7 separate regions of the Sus scrofa genome follow, and all the other regions are linked to region 6. The links are chromatin contacts, called in public Hi-C, HiChIP or PLAC-seq and promoter capture Hi-C maps. All regions are on one chromosome and are shown on one strand. The core of a region is the stretch at or near the end of the contact, and the rest is flanking DNA. Distances in the headings are between cores, read along the strand shown.

Region 1 (3,032 bases), core at 17-2,516, 440 kb after region 6:
GACAGACAGATGAATATAAATACACAGGTTTGACACATCTCCCATGAAAACAACTTCTGCCAAAGCATCTGTTGGGTGGAGTTCCAGTATAACCTGGAGGACCCAGCACACACCCAGGAGTCCGCATCTGCACACCACCAAGCGGCCCAAGTGAGCAGACCGGAAAGTGGAATGGACATTTCAAATATGAGACTGGTCATTTATTTAGAACTAAAACTATCTTTCTCGTGATTAGAATGGACCTATAATTTACACTACAGCCCGAGCTCACACTGACAAGCATGGCAGTCCAAAAATACAGCCTGCCCAGTGACTGAGTCAGCTTTGCAGGGAGGATTAAACTTTCGATGGCCAGTAAAACTGGCCCCAACTTTTCTTTCTTTGGGCAGAAATACGGCGGGGAATGAGCAGCTCTGTGCCATGAATGACTGGCAGACGTGTCTCTTCTTCCTCTTATCTGTGTCTGGCGCTGTGCCAGGTGATACGGGCATGCGCAACGCAGACGAGAGCCTGCCTTCAGAGAGCGGCTCCTGGGAGGGCATGAAAGCCACGGCCGCGGGGCGACCGCCGAAGCAGGAAGAGGGCGCCGAGGAGGTGCCGAGGGCCTGGAGAGTGAGCTCAGGTCGCTCAAGTTCTGCTTCCACTACTGACAGCATACAGGTCTCTACACTGAGCTCACGCATGTGGACCAGGAGCAGTCCTACCATCTCTTGACAGTGCTGAGCCCACGTGACGACAGACGCAAATGCCCACAGAGGATGCCTGGCACATGGCAGCATTCACATGTGTCAGCAACGACTATTCTTATAAACTTTGCCCTGCGTGGGAGCTTTTACACCTAGGTTCCCCTTCTGTGAACTGTGTATCCTCCAGGCAAATTATAGTTTTCTGTTCTCAATAAAATGCATACTTTCCTGCCTAAGGAATTTGTAGATAACAGCACTGGCTCTGTTTGCTTAATGGAATATTCCTGTTCTAACCACGGTGGATACATGACGGAGGGCAATCGAAATGGGGGTTTCTTGCCTCTGTCTTCCAGGAAGGAAGGAACCTAATGAATAAAGAACAGCCTAAGAGCCTCATCTCAGAGTCTGCTTCTGGGGATCCCACATTCGGGCAGTGAGTACCTTCACCCCTACTTCTGTTCATCTTTGCCCCATCCATTTTTACAGGAGCATGAACTCAAGGAACACCAGACGGTGTTATATTTACATGAGTTAGCAGCTGTCACAAAGATTTCTGGTAGCTGACTTTCCGGCTGCCACTCCTCCTAGGAACCCGAAACCATTACTCTCGGGATGAGGCCTGCAGAGAAGGAAACTTAGGTATGTGTGCGGTGGCTTCCGACTGCTTCAGTTCAGCTCTCGGTACTCGGATCTGGGGATGGTCTCTCAACAACCAGTGGGGAAGACACCACCATTATTCACTCTGGACACCAGCCGGTGAGAGGAAGCGAGGTCCAGCTTATGCTCCCTGTGAGTGGCAGAGCCAGGGCACAGAGGGCTTCCATTTCCAGACCGTCCCGGAGTTTGCAGTGTCAGCTCTATTAGCCTGATGATCAAGAATTAAGGCCACCTTACTAATCCGACTCATATCTCACACTAGAATAAGCAGCCAGGGTCATTTTTGTGATCGTGTGTGCACATGTGCCTGTGTGTGTGTGTGTGTGCGTGCGCCGCCTCCTTCACAAAACACGAGGGCCGACAGGAGAGCCAGAGGAGCCTTCCGTATTACTCCACTCCGCAAGTTTTCCCAGGCTGGTGGCGGAGTGAAAGCAAGTGTGTCGTCTTCACTTTGCTGTAGCTCTTCAGGTGCGGTTTCATTACACGTTTGAGAGCATGTAGTCTCCTTTCTCACTGGACTAGACTGTCGATTCCAGGGCATTCTGCATTTGGGAGAGGGGGCAGCTCCAATCTGTGAAGAGGAAGTCAGGTGGCACAGGGGAAACCCTGCTGCCCAGTGAAAAGTAAACCCTAACTGAAGATGTGCGTACGATGGACCGCGAGTCAACCACACGCCTCTGCACCGGGGCAGAAGGAAGAGCGGGTCTCACTGTGCAGGTGATTGAGCGGGTCTCACCGGGCGTGGGAAGTGAGTTATTTTATTTTTCCTGTTGGCTGCCTGTGAGATGCATTGTATGGGGGCTGCGTCTGCAGCAGGAATCGGCTCGGTTGTGCTTGTCCCCACAATGGGCTGGCTCTCCTCTGCGTGTTGTCCACTTTGTCTCAGAACTATTCGAGGCAGGTGTTCCCTTTCCCAGAAACAGCTCACTCCCCGCAATACCTCCTGATGGATGGCAATCTCACTTCCCACTGCTCTTATCTCGTTGGCTCCATGTTCCTACTGACACGGCTGTTATGGACTCTCGAGCGCTGACTCCTTACACGTCAGCATCACTTGTGTGGCCGTTCCTTGTTTCTCAGGCGCTTGGGGTTGGTACGCATCCCTGCCTTGGGGGCCAGGGCCCTCCTGGTCAAGCTCTTCCAAGGGCTCCCTGGTCAGGAGTCAGGAAGAATATAGTTTAACGATAAGTGGTCACTGGGGTTAACAAAGGTTGGACGGAGTCTGAATACGCTTTTAGGCTTACCGAATTGCTTACCCAGCTCCCGCTACTTCACTTGTTTATGACTGTTTTCTGTGGTGAGAGAGGAAATGCAGTTTAGGACTCGGAGCCCTTGGAGTCGTGGGCTTTTGGAGCCTTGGGAGGCTGTGATGTGGGCTTGGATAGGAAGCAGAATCAAGACCCAGTGGGGACAAGGACCCCTGAAAAAGTAGGGAACCCGACTAAGAAGGACAGCAGAGGCTCTGGAAGCAGACTGTGAAAGAGAACACGTGGCTCAGCTCCCGCCCCGAGGCGAGGCTGTCGCTCCTGCCTTCCAAGACCCCCACAGTTCAGTGACTCCAGGTCTTAGCAGACCCACTGTGACCGGCTTTCTTGATCCTAGAAGAGCAGGGAAGGAAAGGATGGAGGGATAAGCCAGCGACTGTAAGTCACAGTGACGCAGAGCTGCCCTGGGCATCTTCTGGGCGGA
Region 2 (2,960 bases), core at 33-2,532, 420 kb after region 6:
GGCTGAATCCCTATGCCTGACCGAGTGCCTACGGCGCTCAGACATAAAAGCAGACCCATGATTTGCGCAGCGCTTGGAACTGAAAAGGCTGGGCTCCAGGACATACAGACTTGGTCCCCAGGCCTGAGGTGCCTGGTGGGAGACTGGGCACGTGGTGTCATGGATACTTGAGAGGAAGCCCCACGAGATCCTGGTCAACTGCAGCCGTCCAGCGTAGGGACGTGGGTATATCAACCGGATGCAGCCACGTGCGGATTCTGGATGAAGGTCAGTGGGGCCTGTTACTGGGCGTTGCTAACAGGTGCCAGGCGATGTGAAGGCTGCCTGCCCAAAGATCGCAGACAGCCCTGCCGTCTCCCCATACCATGTGTCAGGACATCTAGTTCAAGGCCTGGGGGCCCCGTGGGTGCCCTGGGACCTCCCTCCGCCTTGATTCCTCACTTGCACGCAGGAGTGGCCATACTCACCACCCAGGCATGACGTCAAGACTCAGCTGAGATAGGGCGTGACGTCGGAATCACAGAGAACAGAAACACAGCACGTCCTTAATAGGTACTAAAATTCTTCCCATTTTTCAAATTGCTTTGAAAAAACAAACTGCTTTGCTATCCAGAGAGGACGGCCAGAAAAACAGCATAATTCCTGCTCTGCTCTTTGAGCGTTTACTCACACGTGTGTTTATTTTTTCCCATAATAATGCACAGGAAATACACTACATCTTCCAAGTGCTGGCCGATTCTGTTTATGTTTGTTTGCACACTGAGTCCCTGATGGACAGAGGTCGTCGGGAGGCCTCCGTGCTCCGGGGCCCAGTGAACGCTGGGTTACCGGGACAGCCCTTTCCACTGAGGCAGCGGCATTCTGCCCACGATCTTTCACGTGGGTTTGATGACTTTTCACATGCCTCGTGAAAAAAATTTATTTTTTCCTTTTTGGCTGTGCTTCTCTCACAATACAAACTCCCTCTAAAACTGATGGCAGACTTTATTTGAACGCACAAGTACATTCCAGCTTGAGAATGAATCAAAGCCACATTTTTTTCCGTAGGATAAAGACACTGTATCACTGAGCTTTTGTGTGTCCTCACAGATGCGCCTCTCCTCGGCCTGGACGTGAGCTGTCAAAATCGTACTTTGTGGCTCTACGTGTCTACTGACGGGAGCTAGGAATCAGGGGGAATACTAAGGCCACTGAAATTTCCAGCTGCCTACATTTCTACGCTGAGTAATTCTGCCCGCCCCAAAAGCAAATATTTAGAACGAGTCCATGCTGACTCATGATGGAACCTTCAGGACAAAATGAACACATTGTTTCTGCTCCCTGTGCCCCAAGGGTGGGGACCAGGCAGTCCTGCCTTTAAATAGTCACAGGTTGTGTCAGTGACCTTCGTGTCCCCTCCTGATGACTCACAGGCCTAACCTCAGTTCTTACTGGTGCCACCTTTCAAAAATGTCTGTTTTCACTCCTGAGCACCTCTTCTCTCTAAAAGGGTACGGCAGCAAGTGTCCATTTCCCTCTGCCTCATAAATGAAAACGAACGATGTTGAACAAAACAAAATAGGAGTGTTTAGCCCCGAATGATGCCGCCGCAGCCGCCTTCCGCGCCGAGTGCGCCCCTTCCAGTCAGTCGAGACGCCCATGACATTTGCTGTCACAGGAATCCGGCCCGAAGCAGTTTCGTAAGTTTTCTATCACTGGTTGGCGTGTGGGGGCCGAGACAGAAATGGAGAAGGGAAAAATACGGTGGAGAGAGCCTTGGACTGACTGGGGTAGGATGATGTCAGCAAAACAACGTGGAGCCAGAAGCAGGGAGCCCTCTGTCCCCGCCTGCCTGGGACTGAAGGGTGTGGGGAACCCCTGGCTCTCTGCCGACACCAGGGACAGGTTCGGATATGCAGTCCCCCTTTTACTCCACGAAAGGCCTTTGGGCAAACCAGCGTCTCTGGGCCGCGGCGTCTCGCTGGCGCAGAGGATACTACATCTGCTCTTGGGTTTCACGGAGCAGAGATGCCGTGGGCAGAGAATGGTCTGGACACCGTGAGCCTCCCGTGGCCTCAGCCTTCCTGCATTTAGCTCCACCAATCCCCGCAACAACCCTGCCGCGCGGCAAAGGGGATCATTCGCGCCCCTTCTCTGTGCAGAATGAACTCCGCCCTCGTCAGGTCACCGCCAGGGGCCAAGCTCCGCCCTGACCCAGGCCCTGTCCACGCTCTCACCAGCTGTGCCATCTGCACCAGTAAATAATACGGACTGTTCTCATCATTATCTTCACATAAAAATACAGAAGACCGCCTGGCCGTCCTCATCGCTGCGCCCCTCCTCACACAGAGCAGTGACCCCAAAGCACCAAACTTGCCAGGTCGTGTTACCCGCGGCCCCAGAATCAGAGAGGGGCTGCCTTCTCGGGCCTGTGAAAGTCCCGCGGGGTCCGAGCAGTCCCCCACGCCAGGGCTGGGCTCGGGAGGAGGGGTCCCAAGGCAGAGGGCCTGCGCCTGCCCTCCGCCTCCCACCCATGCCCACTGGCTCCTCCTTGTTCTTCGGCCCCGCGGCCGATGGAGTCCCTGCTCAGGAATCAGATCCCAGCTGCAGGTGTGGGATCTGATTAACCCAGTGTGCTGGGCTGGGGCGCGAACCTGCCTCCCAGTGCTCCAGAGACGCCAGCACACCCTACTCGCCAGAGCGGGAACTCCCTCACCATCACGCTTCAACAGGCTGCTGCCTCCACGCGGGAAATACGCTGTGTCCCCTGCAGAGAGTGGCATGCTCTGCAGCGACTTATTTTGGGGTTTCAAGGAGCTAGGCTCTCGCTTCTTTCTCCAAAATGAACGGAAGCCAGCCACTGCTTCCCCCACATCGCTATCACCAGGGGGCGCGGGGCTCGGCCGAGAACGTCTTCGGGTCCTTGCTCTCCCCCAGCATTTGCTGTCTGCAGCGACCTGGACCCCTGCTCACCAGCCAGG
Region 3 (2,802 bases), core at 290-2,789, 490 kb before region 6:
GGTCCGAGGGGAGAGAGGCTGGGTCTGGCCCGGGGCCTCCCGCTGCTCCAGGACACAGGACAGGCTCTGAGTGCGCTTGGGTCTCTCCAGGTGCAGGACGGGGCGGGGGGGGGGCTTGTGGGGACTGTCACCGGGCCTCTGACAAGGCAGCTGAAGAGAGGCCTGTCCCACGTAAGCACTGACTGACTGAGCGCCCCTGGCAAGCAAACCAGCAGGTGCTCCAGCCAGGCACTGGGCCGGGGGCTGGGGGGTAAATAAACACAGAATCAGCCCACGGCTCTTCCCTGAGCCTGGAGAGCTGCTGTGCCCTCTCCTTGCACAAGCCCAGGCTGCAATGCCGGGCGCGCCTGGTCCCGGAGGGGCCCCAGTGAGAGGGTGCAGGTGCCGCTTGCTGAGGCTCAAACCACCTTTCCGTGGGAGCCAGCACCAACCCCGCCAGGGCAGTGTGGGGCCACAGCGTCCCAGGGGCTCTGTTCCTGGTTCTGATGGCCCCCACCGGGCAGGGGCCCCACGTGGGCAGCGACACTGCCCGCCCATCACCATTCCCCTGGTAGGAAGCTCCCTTGGGCTCACCTCTGACAGCACCTGTGCCTCAAGGGTGACTCGACAAGTATCTGATAAGGGGTCAGAGAGAAATCTGTCCTAAGACCCAGAAGTGGGAGCTTCTGGGGCTCGGGCTGTGGAACCCAGTGTGGACCCCAGACTTGGGGAGCTGGGGATGGGGGCCGGTCCTCCACGCCCCTGAGGTGGGAAACTACCTGGAACTGAAGGGTCCAGACTGGCAGAGGGGAGCTTCTGAAGGGCGGGGGAGCTGCTTCAGAGGGAGGGGTGGCAGGTGGGACAAATCTGGTCTCACGTGGCCGTGGTCCCCACGACCGTGTGAAGCACGTCGGAAGTGCTCTGCCGTGAGAACCAAGTTAGTGACAGCTCAGCGGAGTTAAAAGTTGGTGACTTCAGGTTATAGGGGGTGCCAGGCAGCGGTACTGGGGGCGGGGAGGGGAGAGGGACGGGAGGACGTGGGGGAGGGAGGTGCCCTCAAGTGAACAGCAGGAGGCAAACACACCTCCTCCGGGGAGGACGCTGGGGGCTCAGGCTGCAGCCTGACCTGGGGTGCAGTTTACAGTAAGGGGGGATGCGGGGCCTGCGAGGTGCTCCCAGCTCTGGACCGCGCATGTCCCTCTGAAACACAGTGAGTCGCTTCGTTTTCATTCACTCGTTCATTCACTGGCTCACTGGTTCAGGAGTAAACAGGCGTTTGGGGCACAGACGCTGGTGGGTCCGGCCGCGCAGTGCAGGAAGCTCTGACCCAGAGGCAGGAGCCCGCAGGTCCCCGGCGGGGCAGCAGCAGAGGTGGGGCTGGGGGGGGGAGCCGCCTCCGTCCAGGGAGGGGCGTGCGTCCCTGCTTCGGACCTGAGGAGGCTGTGATCAACCTGGAGAGGGCGTCCCACTGAAACTCCTTCCAAAGGCAGCACAGTGATGAGCTTCCTGGCTGCGGTTCCCAGAACCAGTGACGGCAAAGCCAGCGGCTCCCTCCCAGGAAGCCTGGGCCACAGGCGGCCTTCTGCTCACCTCCTGTTCAGCATCACGACCAGCTTCAGACAAGCTTCAGCCCGTGTGTGAGCTCGGAGCCCGGGCCGGCGCAGTCGTTTGGGTGTATCTGAAGCGCACCTGTGCTTTGGTCTTCGCAGGACCCCAGGGGACAGCCTGGGGACTCTCCTTGCCTGCAGTGACCACGTACCACCCGATGGGAGACAGAGGCTGCGAGGGCCAGGCGCCTCCGTGGCTCCTGCTCCCCAGGCTCCCCTCCCTTCCCGGACCCATTTCCTTTCCTTGAATTCTTGTCACCTGGCTGGACTCCACTTCCTGAAAGGAACACTAAGAAGTCTGTGACATGAAAAGGCATCTCCCACGTCTCTGCCTTTTTGGAAAACGTTCATTGTGCTGTGTTCCCGGTCAGGCACAATAGTGAGAACGCGTCTCGGGGGCAGGAACGGGAGACCGTCCGGAAACCTCTGACCGCGGTAAAGACCCAGAGACGCTGCGAGCGCGGGAGTTGCACAAAACCCAGGCATCCTTCACGTGGCGGAGGTGGCACTGGAAGAAGATGAGCCAGCATGAAGGATGCCTCCCTGGAGGTCAGGCCCCTCCCATGACTGCAGCCCCAGGAACGCAGCTGATTATCCGCCCAATTTTCTCTCTGCTGATGAACGCCTCCCCGCAGCCTTCCGCTCACACGAAAGAACATTAAGAAACCAAACGGAGCAACGTATAAGATAATAGCCTAGGAAGATGAGTTTTGGTAAAAACAAATATATCATTCACGGACGCTACAGGCTTCAACACTTTTCCTAAAAGCACACGAAGCCCTCAGCTCTGTCAGGATCCAACCGACAGGTAAGCATTGGGCTAGAATATTACGAGCGGTTTCTTTCTTAGCCATTAAAGTGTGGGAACCCTTCACTTCCCCAGCCAGCCAGCCGTTCTGCTTGCCCCCAGGGTCTTTTTGTCTCCCCACCTGAGAGTATTTCGAGGCATAAAAGAAGACCTAAAACTCTGTGGTCATGAGGAGGTGTGGCAGCAGAAAAGGGAACACACAGGCGGCGGCATCTGCAAGCCCCGTGTCATCAGATGGGACCAGACAGTGGGTGGAAATCCAGCAGGCACTGCCGCAGGGTGCCAACCCCACCTGATGCACAGGAGATGCTGCGTAGTAATATAATAAAGAACACACGGGCTCAGCAGCCACGGTCACACCTCAGCACGCCACACTGGATCCACACTGCTCACGGCTGCCGACAGTGG
Region 4 (3,095 bases), core at 113-2,612, 280 kb after region 6:
CGCTGCCAGGACTTTCCCTGAGAAACGGACAGCCGGCAGAGGTGGGGTACAAGGCTCTTATCAGAGCAGCCATGCGGGAGCTCAGTCTCTAAATAAAAGACGGCAGAGGAGAGCTTGCAGGGCGGCAGTCTGAAACAGGGCTTAGCACATCTACTGGGGCGGCTTCCCAGGAGCCTGGAACGACGGACACGAAGAGACGACCCCTCTTAAAGGGCTCGCGTAGATCATTCGCGGGCTTTGACGTGGGTGGGACCAAGTGGGAGCGTGGAGGGAGTCACCTTGGAGCATGCGCCCCTGGCAGGCACGAGATCCTGTTCTGAGGATGCGAAGCTGCCCTCGTAACAGGAGGTCAGAAAACGAAAAGACGTGGGGGGGGGGGGCGTGATGGAGTGAACCCCGCCTTCAGCCTGCAAACCCAAGGACAGGAGGAGGACTTCTGTGCTGCCAAGTAGCTGCCTGGATGGTTTGCATTATTTTATTTTGCACATGGCACGCCTGCAAACACCACCGCGACTCACTCTGCGTTGATGCAAACATTTTTAAACATGACTTTTTAAAAGTTGAAGTGTAGCTGATTTACAATGTGTTCGTTTCAAGTGTACAGCAAATATACACAGACACATACATATATACGCATGTGTGTTTTCCGATTCTTTCCCAGAATAGGTTATCATGGAATCCCGAGCACGTTCTCTGTGCTCCACCGTATCTGTTTCATACAGAGTCGTGGGTATCTGCTAATCTCAGACTCCCCATCTATCCCTCCCCGCTTCCCCTTTCGGTAACCGTAAGTTTGTTTTCTATGTCTGTGAGTCTATTTCTTCAACACTCATTGCATGGGCTTCTTCGTTGAGGTACCTGTTCAGATCTTTTGCCCACTCCTTAATTGAGTTGGATGTTTCTGGTTGTTGTTGTCGCGTTTTAAGGGTTCTTTGTATACTTTGGATTAAGTTATTTATCAGAGATCTGTTTTGGAAATATTTTCTCTCAGTCTACGGCTTTTCATTCGCTGACAGGCGTCTCTTATAGAGGCTACGTTTACGATTTTGATAAAGCCCCACTTAGCGGTTGGCGTTCATGGCGCTCGCTTTCGGTATTTCCTCTAAAAGTCCTTTTGCCATCTCCACGGTGCCGTGTCTTCTCCTATGTTAATGTCTTCCTGGTGTGCTTCATTTTGAGGTGATAGAATATACAGAAGGTTTTCTTTTCAAGTTATGTATTTATTTGTCTTAAGAAATACTGTCTTGATCCTAAGTGGCATGAAGACGTGGCACAATTTTTTACAGAGTGCGTGCGGTTCTCTGAGTCATTTCCTCACGGAGCCCCCAGCTCACTCTTGCTTCCTTCTTCAGATCTGTCCAACAGGGTGACACATCTGTTTGTGGAGCTTTTCATTTCAATTAGTATACGTGTTACCTAGAAATTCCTTTTAGTTTGAAAAGCTGCTTGACCATGTTTGTCTCGTAGTATTTGTTCCCACAGAACTAAATATAGCACATCTACTTGTTTTACTTTTTCGTCTATAGTTCCACACCAAAAATCCTCTGCCAATCAATCTGCCATCTTTTTTTGCCTGCCTGCACCTGTTTACTTCCGAGGTCTGGCTTCCTCGAGGGAAAAGAGACTTTTGCAACTTTATCTGTGTTTGTTCTTTGAGGCTGGGGTTGAGTGCAAGCCCAGCTACACTGTGCCAAGCGCCTGGGGCTGCTGGATCCCTGGCCCACTTTCCTCGGAGGGCTCGCTGTGCGTTTTGTGGGTTCCCAGGCCCCATGAGGACTGGCCCAGGGCTGTCATTTCTTAGGAGACACTGCTTTTCTTCCTCCTCTCAGGCTGAGGTTGCTCAGACTCTCGGGTTCCAGGGAAATTTCCCATTAAGTGACTTATTCCGAGAGCTTGGGTCTTGGGCAAATGGCTGTCTCTGTGGGCGCCCCACCCCCACCCCCGGGGGGAGGGGAATGAGGTGAGTGCCATCGCCACCGCCACCCCGTGGAAAGCTGACCTCAGGCCCAGTGCACCTCTGGGCAGTGCCAGTCCTGTGCTCTGCTCCCCACTCATGCTCAGCTGCCTGACCTCAGATTGTGTCCACCTAACTTGCTACTTTTCATTAATTTTTCTAAAAAGAATGTAAATCCCTTATCCTTAATTTTATTTTTTTATTATTATTTTTTCATCTTTTTAGGGTCTCACCTGCAGCATATGGAGGTTTCCAGGCTAGGGGTCCAATTGGAGCTGTAGCCGCCAGCCTACGCCACAGCCACAGCAACTCGGCATCCGAGCCACATCTGTGACCTACACCCCAGCTCACGGCCACGATGGATCCTTAACCCACTGAGTGAAGCCAGGGATCGAACCTGCATCCTCGTGGATAATAGTTGGGTTCGTTAACTGCTGAGCCACGACGGGAACTCCTCTTATCTATTTTATGGTAGGACTTCTTGGGGATCCCACCTGTCTTCGCTCATCTAATTTACCAACTATGGGAACGGTAGAAATCTTGTATCCTTTTAATCTACAAGCAAAGCATCTCAGTGGCCTGGCAGCACCCTCGTCCTCTAACCTCATCGCCCTTTTAACATGTGACGTGGCTGCTCGTGTCACCTGCCTTCTTCAGTGTTTCGTGGGGACAACCACCAGTGTGCCTTCCCCTCAAGGGGTCATTCTGGCCTCAATTCCATGGAAGCCAGCAGATAGGACTGTGCACAGGCCGTTTATCCCAACTGTATAAAGCGCCCTCCTTACTCCAGGAAGCCTTCTCTCCTGGCTGGGAGGCACGGGGACCCCGCAGCTCTGAGATCCTCTCAAAGGGACACCGTGGCTTCCAAGGACTACACTCTTGGCCAGTTTCCCCACCAGACCGTAACCTGCCTCATCTGCAGAGTCACTGCAGCATCCTTGGTTTGGCGAATGACAGGTGTCTTCTGTACCTGCTGAACCCATTTCTAGGATTAAATGATCCTATCTTTGACTTGAGATAACTTATCGTTTCCCCTTTGTTTCATGAGGAAATCAGCTATTTTTCTGAGGGCTCAAATCAGAGCAGTCACACCCCATTTGCCTTTGATTTGCATCTCCTTTTGGGGAATTTCCACCCAGAC
Region 5 (3,033 bases), core at 534-3,033, 350 kb after region 6:
TGTGTCCTCCGCGGCAAAACAAAAGATGCTCACAGGTGTGACAGCAGGAACAAGCACCTTGATGTTGGAGAGAGACATTTATGACGGCAGAAACCTTTCTGAGCGGAAAGACCAGTGCTTTTCTTTGTACGCTTTGTCTGAGAAAAGCCAGGGGCGTGAATACGAGGGAGGAAGGGAGTCGTCTTGTTCCTGTTGGGGCAGAAAGCACGGTGGCCGCCCTTTTCTCTACATCCCTGCTTCCCCCCATCATCGGACACGTGTTCTGCGTTAGTCACTCTGAGTCAGTCACTCGCTGAACTGTCTTCTGTGCTCTGGCAAAGATAGGGGATCTATCTGGGTTTCCTTAGCGATATTCCAAACACATTTTTTTTCTGCGCTCCCATACCGAGCGAGCACATAGTTTGGGAGGAATTCCTGTCGTGTGGGAGGCCGGCTCCGCTCCATTCACACACTCTCTCTCCCAGATGTGACCCCGTGGGCTTAGCCCTATGTCCGCTGGGGCCGCCAGGCAGCCCTGGCCGCAGGATCCTCTTGGACAACCGCAGCGGTCTTGCTGCGTCTTCTTATGCATGTGGTGTGTGCATGCTATGCTTCAGCATTTTTTAAACTCTTCCTTTGAGTAAATTAAAAAAAGTTTGTGAAAAAGTTTGCTCCAGGAAAAGGGAGCCAAAGGGCTCGCTGATTCTTTTAATTGAATAAGGGGGGGGGCGGGGAATGGGGAGCGGGAGGTGGGGGGGATAGAAGAGAAAAAGGTATAGAAATCAGTTAGCCTCATGGACGGCTAGATGAGGTCCCTTGCTATTAAAAACATCCAGAGTGAGCCCTGGGGGTGGCCAACAAAGAAAGGGGTTGCTATTATTTGGGTTCCTGTTAAAATCTGACCCCACAGGGTGCTTTAAATCTCCGTGACCAGGGCACTGCCCTCTCCGAAACAGCAGACCTTCAGATGTGCACGGGAGACGAGACCCGGGATACCATTTAGAGGCCTCTTTGACCAGGGAAGGTCACCGTGTGACCATTTCAGGGGGACACCTGCAGCACGGCTTTGTCAACAGGGCCTTGGATCTGAACAAAACACACGCAGTCACTTCCCACCAGGACGTGACACTCGGGGCCGGCCCTGAGCCGGGCACATCTGGAAGGTGGCTCTTTCAGGGGGGCGTTTTCTCTCCGTTCCACGTCCGGGAGCGGGTGAGCGAGAAGCGCTGCCTTCACAGCCCGACTGTGCGTCAGTGCCATCGGTCGGGGGTGCGGCCAGGGCGCTGGGGCGCCTTGAAGGGCAGGCGCGGAGCCTCCAAGGCCGCTGTTCTGAACCAGGGCCTGGTGGGGGTGGGGGCCGGGTCTCAGGCCGGCCGGGGCTTAAAAACGGGGGATAGAGATGCCACGCAAGGGCGACTGGGCGAGAGCCATCCCTCACCGGGCGTGATCGCAGTTGTCCAGCCGCCGCCCCGGTCGCTAAGGACACTGGCTCAGCCCGCGGGGACAGCCGTGCCGGTGGAGTCCAGGCGGCTCGGTCATGAGCGCTGCGGTCCCGCTGTTGTTAACAGCAGTCCCGGCGACCGTCCTCAAGGCCTGGGAAAATGTCCACAGGCATGAGCCCGCCTTCTGCGCATCCGAACTCTACGTGACTCAGGGTCACTTCTTCACATAAAGAACGCGGGGGCGGCAGCTTGGGGGAGAAAGGACTCAACGCCAGATCGCCCACGTTCAAGGGTGAGCGTCCCGGTCCCGCTGCACGAGGGCTGTGCCGCCGAACGCACAGGCCTGTCAGCTTTTTGTGCGGAATCCTGCCAGGGGAACCCGCGCGCTTGCGCTGGGTGAAGGCAGCGTAGACCAGTGGGCGTGGGCCCGAGGCGCCTTGAGTTCCCAACCTTTACTCAGAAGAAAAACGCCCAACGGCGCTGGACTTCTACCGGGAAGTTTTCTGGGTCCCGGAGAAGGACGTGTCTCCCGCTGCAATTAACTCAGAAGACGCCCCTGCCTCTCGGGGCTGCGGCGCTTGCAGAAGGCCCGGACTGGATGAGCGCCACATACGTCCCCACGCGACGTTGTCCTTCCTTTTAAAAATCATTCCGGGAATCGTTTATTTTCTGGAGTGGGTCGTCTTTATTTGTTTACCCTGGAAACCACAGTTTGACATGCTGTCTTTCGTTCCTGGCGAGGCGATGCGAAAGGCAGAAAAACCCCGCTTGTTTGCAGTGCCAGGGATAAAACACTTGACTGAAGGCCAGGTGCGCTGCCCCCAGAACCTTCCCATCGCCTCTGAGGGACGAACATACATCCTGGATCCGAATCCTCGGCAAGTTCAGGAGGTTAGAGGTGACTCAGTCTCCACGAATGCAGTCTGGTCTTATTTTAAGAAGGCCTCTGAGTCATGTGGAGTTGTGTCAAAACATGTGTTATGTTATGTTATTTTAAAAAGGCAGCTTGGAGGGAGGAAATTGAACCATCTTTTTTTCAGAAAACCTGCCCTTTAATGGAAGAAAAGGGCAAGTCAGTTTCCCACACATCTCCCTCGGTCCCGCAGGCTCTGCTTTGACCCCACACGTATATTCTTCATGGGCTTTGCTATTACCATACTTTCTTGGAGCGTTTCAAGTTTGCAACTTGAGCTGTTCTGACTTCATATTTATTGTTCGATGTGGTTACAGGCACCGCTTAAGACTGAATAACATGTACTATCGCTCTATTATTATCTTGATTGATTAGCTACCCGGTGTGATGGTTCTACAGCTACATGCACTATTTTTATCAATATAAAATATGCATAATTTTAAGAAACTTTGGTGTTCTCAACTCAAATATAGGAATAGAACCGATCCTGTGGCTATTTCGGAGTTGTGACAATGTACTTGAAAGTCCCTGGGAAAGTGGCATGTCTTGGGGGTCAGTCAGCACAGGTCACAATGGGCTATTGGGCTGGTTAGGACCAGCTTCGCAGATCTCGCTGCGGCCTGCGGAGGGGCAGGCCTGCCCTGCAGGTGAGCAGGTCTCACTCGGTGACTCCCCTCTGGCACCGTGATCTCCCTGGCC
Region 6 (3,020 bases), core at 275-2,774:
CTACTTAGATCAATTTCAATCACGTCCTAGGAAGCTGCTTCTTTAGGAGGAAAAGCAGGGAGGGAGAGGGAGGCAGGAGAGGGCTGCCGACAATTAAGCAGGCGTGTGAAGGTTGTAACACTTTGCATTTCATCTCCCCTAAAAGCCTTCTAGGCTTTGAAACCCATGGAATATATCTGATCTGCTAATTCACTTTGTGACAAAAAGCCAACAGCCTCGTAGGGTAGAGACAACCCCAAACCTCCTTCCACCCTTTAAAGACAATGGGACAAGTGTCAGAATCTCCCTCCCTCCAGGCAATCCCAATGAATCAGAAGGGGAAAAATTAAGTTTCTCAAATGTCCAATGCCCCAAATTCCAGACCCACTAAAAAATGCCGGAAACAGGCTCTTCTTCCCAAACTCAGACTTGAAGCAATACGGACCGGCTCATTGTCATATGACTGATAAGTCACTGTTTGTGCAAACACTGTTTTTTTTTTCTTTCTTTCTTTCTTTTTTTTTTTCTTTCTCTGGTCAAAGAAAGAAACAGGTAAGAAAAACAAGGCAGATGGAGGCAAATCGTAAGGATTCCAAAGAAGGTTAAGAAATTGAAAATGGCCTGCTAGAGAAAAGGAGCTGGCGGATGTTCTGCTGGTTTAATTCTTAATTAAAAAAAAAACCAAAACAAAACAAAACCCAAAACAAAACCAAAAAACCACCTCTACATACAAACACCAAAAAGCAAAACAAAAACAAAATCCCTTAAAAACAACAACAACAACAACAACACCCTTGGCAGTCCATGCAAGTTCATATGACCAGATCCAGCTGTGGAGTCTGGAGCTGGTACAAGCACCAAACTTCTGCCAAGGGCTGGGGCCGGGATCAGGCCGCGGAGCTGGGTCTGCCCTCCGGAGCTGGTAGTTCATAAGCCCCAGAAACGGGCAAAAACACTCGGAGTGACCAAGCGCTGCTGCGCCCCACTCAAATGTCAACTCCGCTCCACGCCGTAAAGGCCTCTTTAAAGTGCCTTCCTCACCGGAGGCAGGAGAAGTACGTTTTAGGACTAATTATTTTAATTTAAAAAAATTTGCCCAAACCACTAAAAAAAAAAAAAAAAAAAAAAAAAGAAGAAGAAGAAATGCACCTCCAACCACACACCGTCCTGTCGGTGCGTGCATGCACTCCCTCCTCGGCACACCGGGGCACCTGGCCCACGAAAATTCCTATTTACCTGTTGCCAATATTCCTCCAGGGAGGGCAGCGCCGAGAAGTAACCAGTCTCGTGCACAATCTGGAGTTCCTGGAAGATGCTGCACATTGGGAGCACATCCATGTCGGGTTGGAAAAGACAGTCACTGCTGTTGTAAAAACAGGGAGGTGTGCGGTCTGGAGTCGGGAGCGCAGCAGTCGTGCCTGCAGCGCCGGGGAAGTTCATGCAAACTCAGTGCGCAGCAATTAGGCGCCGCGGGTTCGGATCCTGCCGGAGCCCGGAGACGCACTCTCGAGCCCACACAATATTTGCAAACACCGGACTGACTGCAAACGTAACCCCTGCAAAACTTCCCTATTCAAAGCTCCTCTGCCAGCCTCCCCTCCTCCCCGCCCAGCCCCCTCCTCCCCTCCCCACGTGACTCGCCCTCGCCCGCCCATCGCACCGCCCAATCACGCCGCGCCTGGCCCGGGGGCTGCGCGAAGATGATGTCAGCTTCGGCCAATGGCGGGCGGCGGCTCACAGCGGCCCCGCCTGGCGTGACCGAGCCTCTCCATCACAGCCCTCGCCATTGGCTGAATTCGAACTTCGGCCGGCTCTGATTGGAAAGCGGCTTCGCAGGCTATTTTTAGCAGGGTATATAAGGCGCGGGCCGCCGCGCGCCGGAGGAGTCGGTGCTGGGAGGTGCGCGGCCGAGCGGCTGAGTGCGCCGCTGCCGGGCCGAGGGAGCCGGGTGTCCCTTCCGTCCCGTCCCCGGTCCCCGCACCCCCGTCGTCCTGGTCCCAGTCTTCGTCCCCATCACCCGGGTTGGTCCCCGCAGCCCGGGCCCGCGCGTTCCTCACGCCGGTCATCCGGGCCCTGTCCCCTGCCCCCGGCTCAGCGGCTCAGTGCGCCGCCGCGGGGCTGAGGGGAGCCAGACGGGGTCCCTCCGCCCCTCCCCTCCAGCCTCGGGCCGACCTGCCCTTCTCTGGCCCCCGCCGTCCCTTCCTCCCTCTCGGTCCTCCCTGTATCCCCGTCTTCCGTCCCCTTCTTTCTTCCCCCTCTTCCCCGCCCTTGTCTCCTGTCACCCCTCCCCATCAGTCCCCTTCTGTACCTGCTCCATACCCCGCAGTCCTAAGTTGGCCCCTGCGACCCAGGTGTGGTGGACAGAGCATCCCCACAGGTGTGTGTGGGGGGGTGGCGGGGCAGGAAGGTGGGCAGGGAGGGGCCTGAGATGCTCCAGAGCCGCTGTGGTGCGTGCCTCTGAGCTCCCTCCTTCCGCCCCCTTCCCGTGGAAAGGACACACACTTGGGGGACCCACCTGTGCCCCCAGATGCCTGCGGAACCTGCAGGGAAAGGATCAGAATGGCTGGGGAGACCCACGTTGGACCTGCTTGTTTTGATTCTATGAGACCACATTTTTCTTTTAAAAATTTGGGCCCCTTATGAAGGGGGCAAAAAATGAGGGTGCCTTAACTGCTCTCAGAACAGCATGGTACCAGTTGCCCACATTTCAGAAATGCACTTTCCGGAGTTTGGCCCCAGACCTGCAGAATCGGAGCTGGGGGTAGGGGCTGTCCTAGCCACTGTGTTTGGAACACGCTTCCCAGGTGAATCTAAAATGTGGGAATTGGGGTCTGGAAAGTGTCCTTTTACTTGTCACCACAGGGCAGTCCTCATTTCAAGAAGGTTCCAGGACTCTCACCAAGGTTAACGACTAGACTTTTCCTTAGCGTGTAAACAGTTTAAATTAGGTTGAAGCTGACATTCAAGGTGGGTTTTTTTTTTTTAATATATGTAAATTATCTACTGAAATATCCCATGATCATTTCAAGAAAAAAATACCA
Region 7 (3,017 bases), core at 182-2,681, 510 kb before region 6:
CAAACTAGAACCTCCACAGCAACAAGCTGCTACAGTCAGATTCTTCACCCACTGCGCCACAGTGGAAACTCCAGCAATTCATCTTTCTTTAAAAAGTGAAATGTGGGAGTTCCCGTCGTGGCTCAGAGGGTTAAGGCCCCAAAACTGTCTCCATGGGGATGTGGGTTCCATCCCTGGCCTCACTCAGTGGGTTAAGGATCCGGCGTTGCCATGAGCTGTGGCGTAGATCACAGCTACATCTCTGATTCGGCCTGCCTGTGGCTGTGGTGTAGGCCCTCAGCTGTGGCTCCAATTTGACCCCCCGCCTAGGAACTTCCATAAGCCTCAGGTGCCATTAAAAAGAAAAAAAACAAAAGTAAAATGTCACGACTTTTTACAAACTCAAAGGGAAGGACGCTCATTCATAGTTCGAAATTAAGTGCATTCTTTTCCCATAGACCTAGTCATTAAACGAGAAGTTCCATTCCCAGAGGCTCCACTCCCACCAAAAATGCAGGTTAAGTGCAGGTGCAGAAGCCTCAGGCCTCCTCGCCCCCGCCCCCCAACTACAGGGAAATGGGAGCAAACGACTCTTCAGACCCAAAACTACCGGTTCCTTTTACTCCTCGCATTAAAATCCTCATCAATGACAGTCCCTCAAAAGCCCCGACAACCTGCGGGCAGGGCCACCCGCTCTGGGGTCGCCTGAGGACCTGGAGGCAGAGGGGGTCAGGCCAGGTCTTCTAGGGCTTTACCCCAGGGTTCCCTGGCTGCACCACCCAACCCTAAGCCGACAGGGCACCCTTCCCTTTGGGGGAGCTACCGGGACTGGGCTGGGGCGGCCGCGGCAGAGGGGCCGCTCTGCCACCCTGAGGGGCTAAAGGAGCCCCCCACCCAGGCCCTGCTGGGGGGCTCCGGGGCAGGAGCCCCCCCCCAGGCCCTGCTGGGGGGCTCCGGGGCAGGAGCCCCCCCCCAGGCCCTGCTGGGGGGCTCCGGGGCAGGAGCCCCCCCCCAGGCCCTGCTGGGGGGCTCCGGGGCAGGAGCCCCCCGCCCAGGCCCTGCTGGGGGGCTCCGGGGCAGGAGCCCCCCGCCCAGGCCCTGCTGGGGGGCTCCGGGGCAGGAGCCCCCCGCCCAGGCCCTGCTGGGGTGCTCCGGGGCAGGAGCCCCCAGGGGAGGGGTTTCAGGGGGCAGGAGACCCAGAACAGGGCCCTAACCCAGGAGCCTCCGCCGCCCGCCCGCCGGCGTCCCTCCCTCCGGGCGACTTCCTGCGCCTCCCCACACCCCCGCCGCCACCGCCACCGCGTCGCACCGGCCGCCGAGGCCCCGCAGCGCGCCCCTCGCCCTCCAGCCGCTGCGCCACATGGCCGAGGACCAGCACGGCGGCCGCCGCGACCCCGCTGATCCCGACGCACGGCCTGGGGCGGGACGCGCCGGCCGCCACCCCATTGGTCCGTGCTCAGGGGGACGCCCTCTCCAATAGGCTGGCGAGGAAAGGGGCGGGCCCCCGCGGCGGCGGGGCGGGACCCTGGGGGCCGGCCGGCGACAGAGGGGCGGGGCCCAGGGCCCGGCGGAGAGGGGCGGGGCCTAGGGGGGGGCGGGCCTGCTCAGGGAAGAGACAGCCCCGCACGGCGAGGGCCGGGGCTGCGCGGGGAGAGGTGGGCCTGTGAAGACGAGGGCCGGGCCTGCCCAGGTGAGGGCGGGCAGCTGCAGGGGAGGGGCGGACTTAAGCTGAGCCAGGTGAGTTGTGTGGTCCTATGGCCACGGGTAGGCACTGGTCTCCAGGATGGAGGTTGTGTGCCTACACCTCTGCGTGCTCACGCTTCCGTCGGCGGGTTCCTGCAGTGACTTGAGAAGGACGTCCAGCTTCAGGCTCCAGCCAGGTGCTTTAGCCCTGGGCTGTGTGGCTTCTTGGATAAGGTCCGACGACTGCATCGCATGGCTTTAGAATCACGATTCCATGATGCCATGCTCTCATGAATGGTCCCAAACAGAACGTCCCCAGTAAACGGCAGGACAGGTCTCGTGCCCCGCACAGTTGTGCGGGCCCACTGAGCCACCCACCCCCACCTGCATTTCGTGTCTGTAAGGACTACACGCCATGCCCTTCTTAAACCTCAGGGAATGGTTCAGGTGGACAGAACTTGAGCAGGTGGGCCTGCAGGGGCATTTGGGATTAAACACACCTGGGCCCGGCATCCGAGGGACTTGGGAGAAGGCAAGACACAAGTTTGCCCTCAGTTTCTCAGAGCCTTCACCTCCTCCCTTCTCTCATCTCCCTCCTTTCTCCCCACCCCGAGGTCTGTAAAGGGACTCAAGGCTTCCTGCCCCTTCTTCCAGGCTCTAAAGAAAAAGCAGTAAGTAGACAGGTGCAATCCATCTGAGCGCAGAAACGCTTTGGCAGCAATGCAGAGCGTAATCCTGCAGGGAAAAGCCACCATATCTACAAAAGCTCTCCAGAATGAAGAGGATTCTGCAGTTAACCACGTACCTCTTTATTGAGAGAACCCGGATGAACCAGGACGAGGTAATGAAAAGAAGCTATGGACACAAACATACCTTTCCTCCAGTAAGAATTTGGGTGATAAATGTTACTGAGTCACCACAATAGCTCTGTGATCTTGATGTTATTAACCCTGCTTGATTGCGCAGGAAGCGGAGGCAGGGGAGGTTATAACATTTTGCTCTCTGAAGAGTAAATGCTATATACATCCAGTAATTGCCACTTGGTAGAATGTTCCCACAGGATAAACCTCATTGACGGCTGACCTACACACAGACACACACAGAATTCATAAATAATTATTTTGAGCAACTGACATAATACTAATGTTCATATGTGACCTGAATTTATATGAACACAGATCACTGCAATGTAGAAAAGAAACATCAAAAGTCCTCTATGCAATAGCCTATGTTGCAAAAACCTCTCCGGTGTTATCCTGAAGCCGTAGGAGTAAAATCAGCAAGTGCACGTTGTCAGAAGAGTCAGAATAGACTCTGGCGGGGACTGAGGGAGGCAGTGGGGTGAATGGGGAGTG

What was found. Promoter capture Hi-C pulls out the DNA fragments that hold promoters and counts their contacts. Hi-C and Micro-C count contacts between places; a contact is called where the count stands out from the background. HiChIP or PLAC-seq counts read pairs in DNA pulled down with a chosen protein or histone mark.
Region 1: a promoter capture Hi-C map of fetal skeletal muscle shows a contact between it and region 6, with 4 times the contacts expected there. The contact joins the enhancer-like site here to the promoter of KLF6 in region 6. A contact is called at or near these places in 3 of 5 promoter capture datasets (fetal skeletal muscle, liver and skeletal muscle), 3 of 47 Hi-C or Micro-C datasets (mesenteric adipose tissue and skeletal muscle) and 1 of 2 datasets of contacts at active chromatin or transcription factors (alveolar macrophages).
Region 2: a contact with region 6 is called in a promoter capture Hi-C map of skeletal muscle, with 14 times the contacts expected there. The contact joins the enhancer-like site here to the promoter of KLF6 in region 6. A contact is called at or near these places in 1 of 5 promoter capture datasets (skeletal muscle), 8 of 47 Hi-C or Micro-C datasets (embryonic fibroblasts, heart right ventricle, mesenteric adipose tissue and 3 more) and 2 of 2 datasets of contacts at active chromatin or transcription factors (alveolar macrophages and skeletal muscle).
Region 3: a contact with region 6 is called in a Hi-C map of subcutaneous adipose tissue, with 1.8 times the contacts expected there. The contact joins the enhancer-like site here to the promoter of KLF6 in region 6. A contact is called at or near these places in 1 of 5 promoter capture datasets (fetal skeletal muscle), 7 of 47 Hi-C or Micro-C datasets (embryonic fibroblasts, fetal skeletal muscle, fibroblasts and 2 more) and 2 of 2 datasets of contacts at active chromatin or transcription factors (alveolar macrophages and skeletal muscle).
Region 4: a contact with region 6 is called in an H3K27ac HiChIP or PLAC-seq map of alveolar macrophages. The contact joins the enhancer-like site here to the promoter of KLF6 in region 6. A contact is called at or near these places in 1 of 5 promoter capture datasets (fetal skeletal muscle), 1 of 47 Hi-C or Micro-C datasets (embryonic fibroblasts) and 2 of 2 datasets of contacts at active chromatin or transcription factors (alveolar macrophages and skeletal muscle).
Region 5: a Hi-C map of embryonic fibroblasts shows a contact between it and region 6, with 4 times the contacts expected there. The contact joins the enhancer-like site here to the promoter of KLF6 in region 6. A contact is called at or near these places in 12 of 47 Hi-C or Micro-C datasets (embryonic fibroblasts, fetal heart ventricle, fetal skeletal muscle and 6 more) and 2 of 2 datasets of contacts at active chromatin or transcription factors (alveolar macrophages and skeletal muscle).
Region 7: a contact with region 6 is called in a Hi-C map of liver, with 10 times the contacts expected there. The contact joins the promoter of PITRM1 here to the promoter of KLF6 in region 6. A contact is called at or near these places in 1 of 5 promoter capture datasets (fetal skeletal muscle), 1 of 47 Hi-C or Micro-C datasets (liver) and 1 of 2 datasets of contacts at active chromatin or transcription factors (alveolar macrophages).

The regions. Positions count from the first base shown.
Region 1 is chr10:66,048,910-66,051,941 of Sscrofa11.1, reverse strand. No RefSeq gene overlaps it. Among named protein-coding and RNA genes, the nearest start is that of AKR1E2, 360 kb to the right of the region's middle. Within about 2 kb of position 1,266, at least 3 of the 83 cell types and tissues checked have an H3K27ac peak or open chromatin away from gene starts, as enhancers often do. A contact at or near this core is called in fetal skeletal muscle, where this site is marked.
Region 2 is chr10:66,067,718-66,070,677 of Sscrofa11.1, reverse strand. No RefSeq gene overlaps it. Among named protein-coding and RNA genes, the nearest start is that of AKR1E2, 380 kb to the right of the region's middle. Within about 2 kb of position 1,282, at least 26 of the 83 cell types and tissues checked have an H3K27ac peak or open chromatin away from gene starts, as enhancers often do. A contact at or near this core is called in mesenteric adipose tissue, omental adipose tissue and skeletal muscle, where this site is marked.
Region 3 is chr10:66,975,443-66,978,244 of Sscrofa11.1, reverse strand. It overlaps LOC102159132 (a long non-coding RNA gene), which reads right to left. Exons shown (of 4, transcript XR_002336446.1): 4 at 1,216-2,094. Among named protein-coding and RNA genes, the nearest start is that of PITRM1, 20 kb to the left of the region's middle. Within about 2 kb of position 1,539, at least 4 of the 83 cell types and tissues checked have an H3K27ac peak or open chromatin away from gene starts, as enhancers often do. A contact at or near this core is called in subcutaneous adipose tissue, where this site is marked.
Region 4 is chr10:66,208,983-66,212,077 of Sscrofa11.1, reverse strand. No RefSeq gene overlaps it. Among named protein-coding and RNA genes, the nearest start is that of KLF6, 280 kb to the left of the region's middle. Within about 2 kb of position 1,362, at least 10 of the 83 cell types and tissues checked have an H3K27ac peak or open chromatin away from gene starts, as enhancers often do. A contact at or near this core is called in alveolar macrophages, where this site is marked.
Region 5 is chr10:66,133,506-66,136,538 of Sscrofa11.1, reverse strand. No RefSeq gene overlaps it. Among named protein-coding and RNA genes, the nearest start is that of KLF6, 350 kb to the left of the region's middle. Within about 2 kb of position 1,783, at least 27 of the 83 cell types and tissues checked have an H3K27ac peak or open chromatin away from gene starts, as enhancers often do. A contact at or near this core is called in alveolar macrophages, embryonic fibroblasts, mesenteric adipose tissue and 4 more, where this site is marked.
Region 6 is chr10:66,486,949-66,489,968 of Sscrofa11.1, reverse strand. It overlaps KLF6 (Kruppel like factor 6), which reads right to left and starts at 1,524. Exons shown (of 5, transcript NM_001134353.2): 1 at 1,216-1,524. The coding sequence starts at 1,317.
Region 7 is chr10:66,995,333-66,998,349 of Sscrofa11.1, reverse strand. PITRM1 (presequence protease, mitochondrial) reads right to left here and starts at 1,431. Exons shown (of 27, transcript XM_021065061.1): 1 at 1,289-1,431. The coding sequence starts at 1,425. LOC102159626 (a long non-coding RNA gene) reads left to right here and starts at 1,588. Exons shown (of 4, transcript XR_002336448.1): 1 at 1,588-1,669; 2 at 2,277-2,503.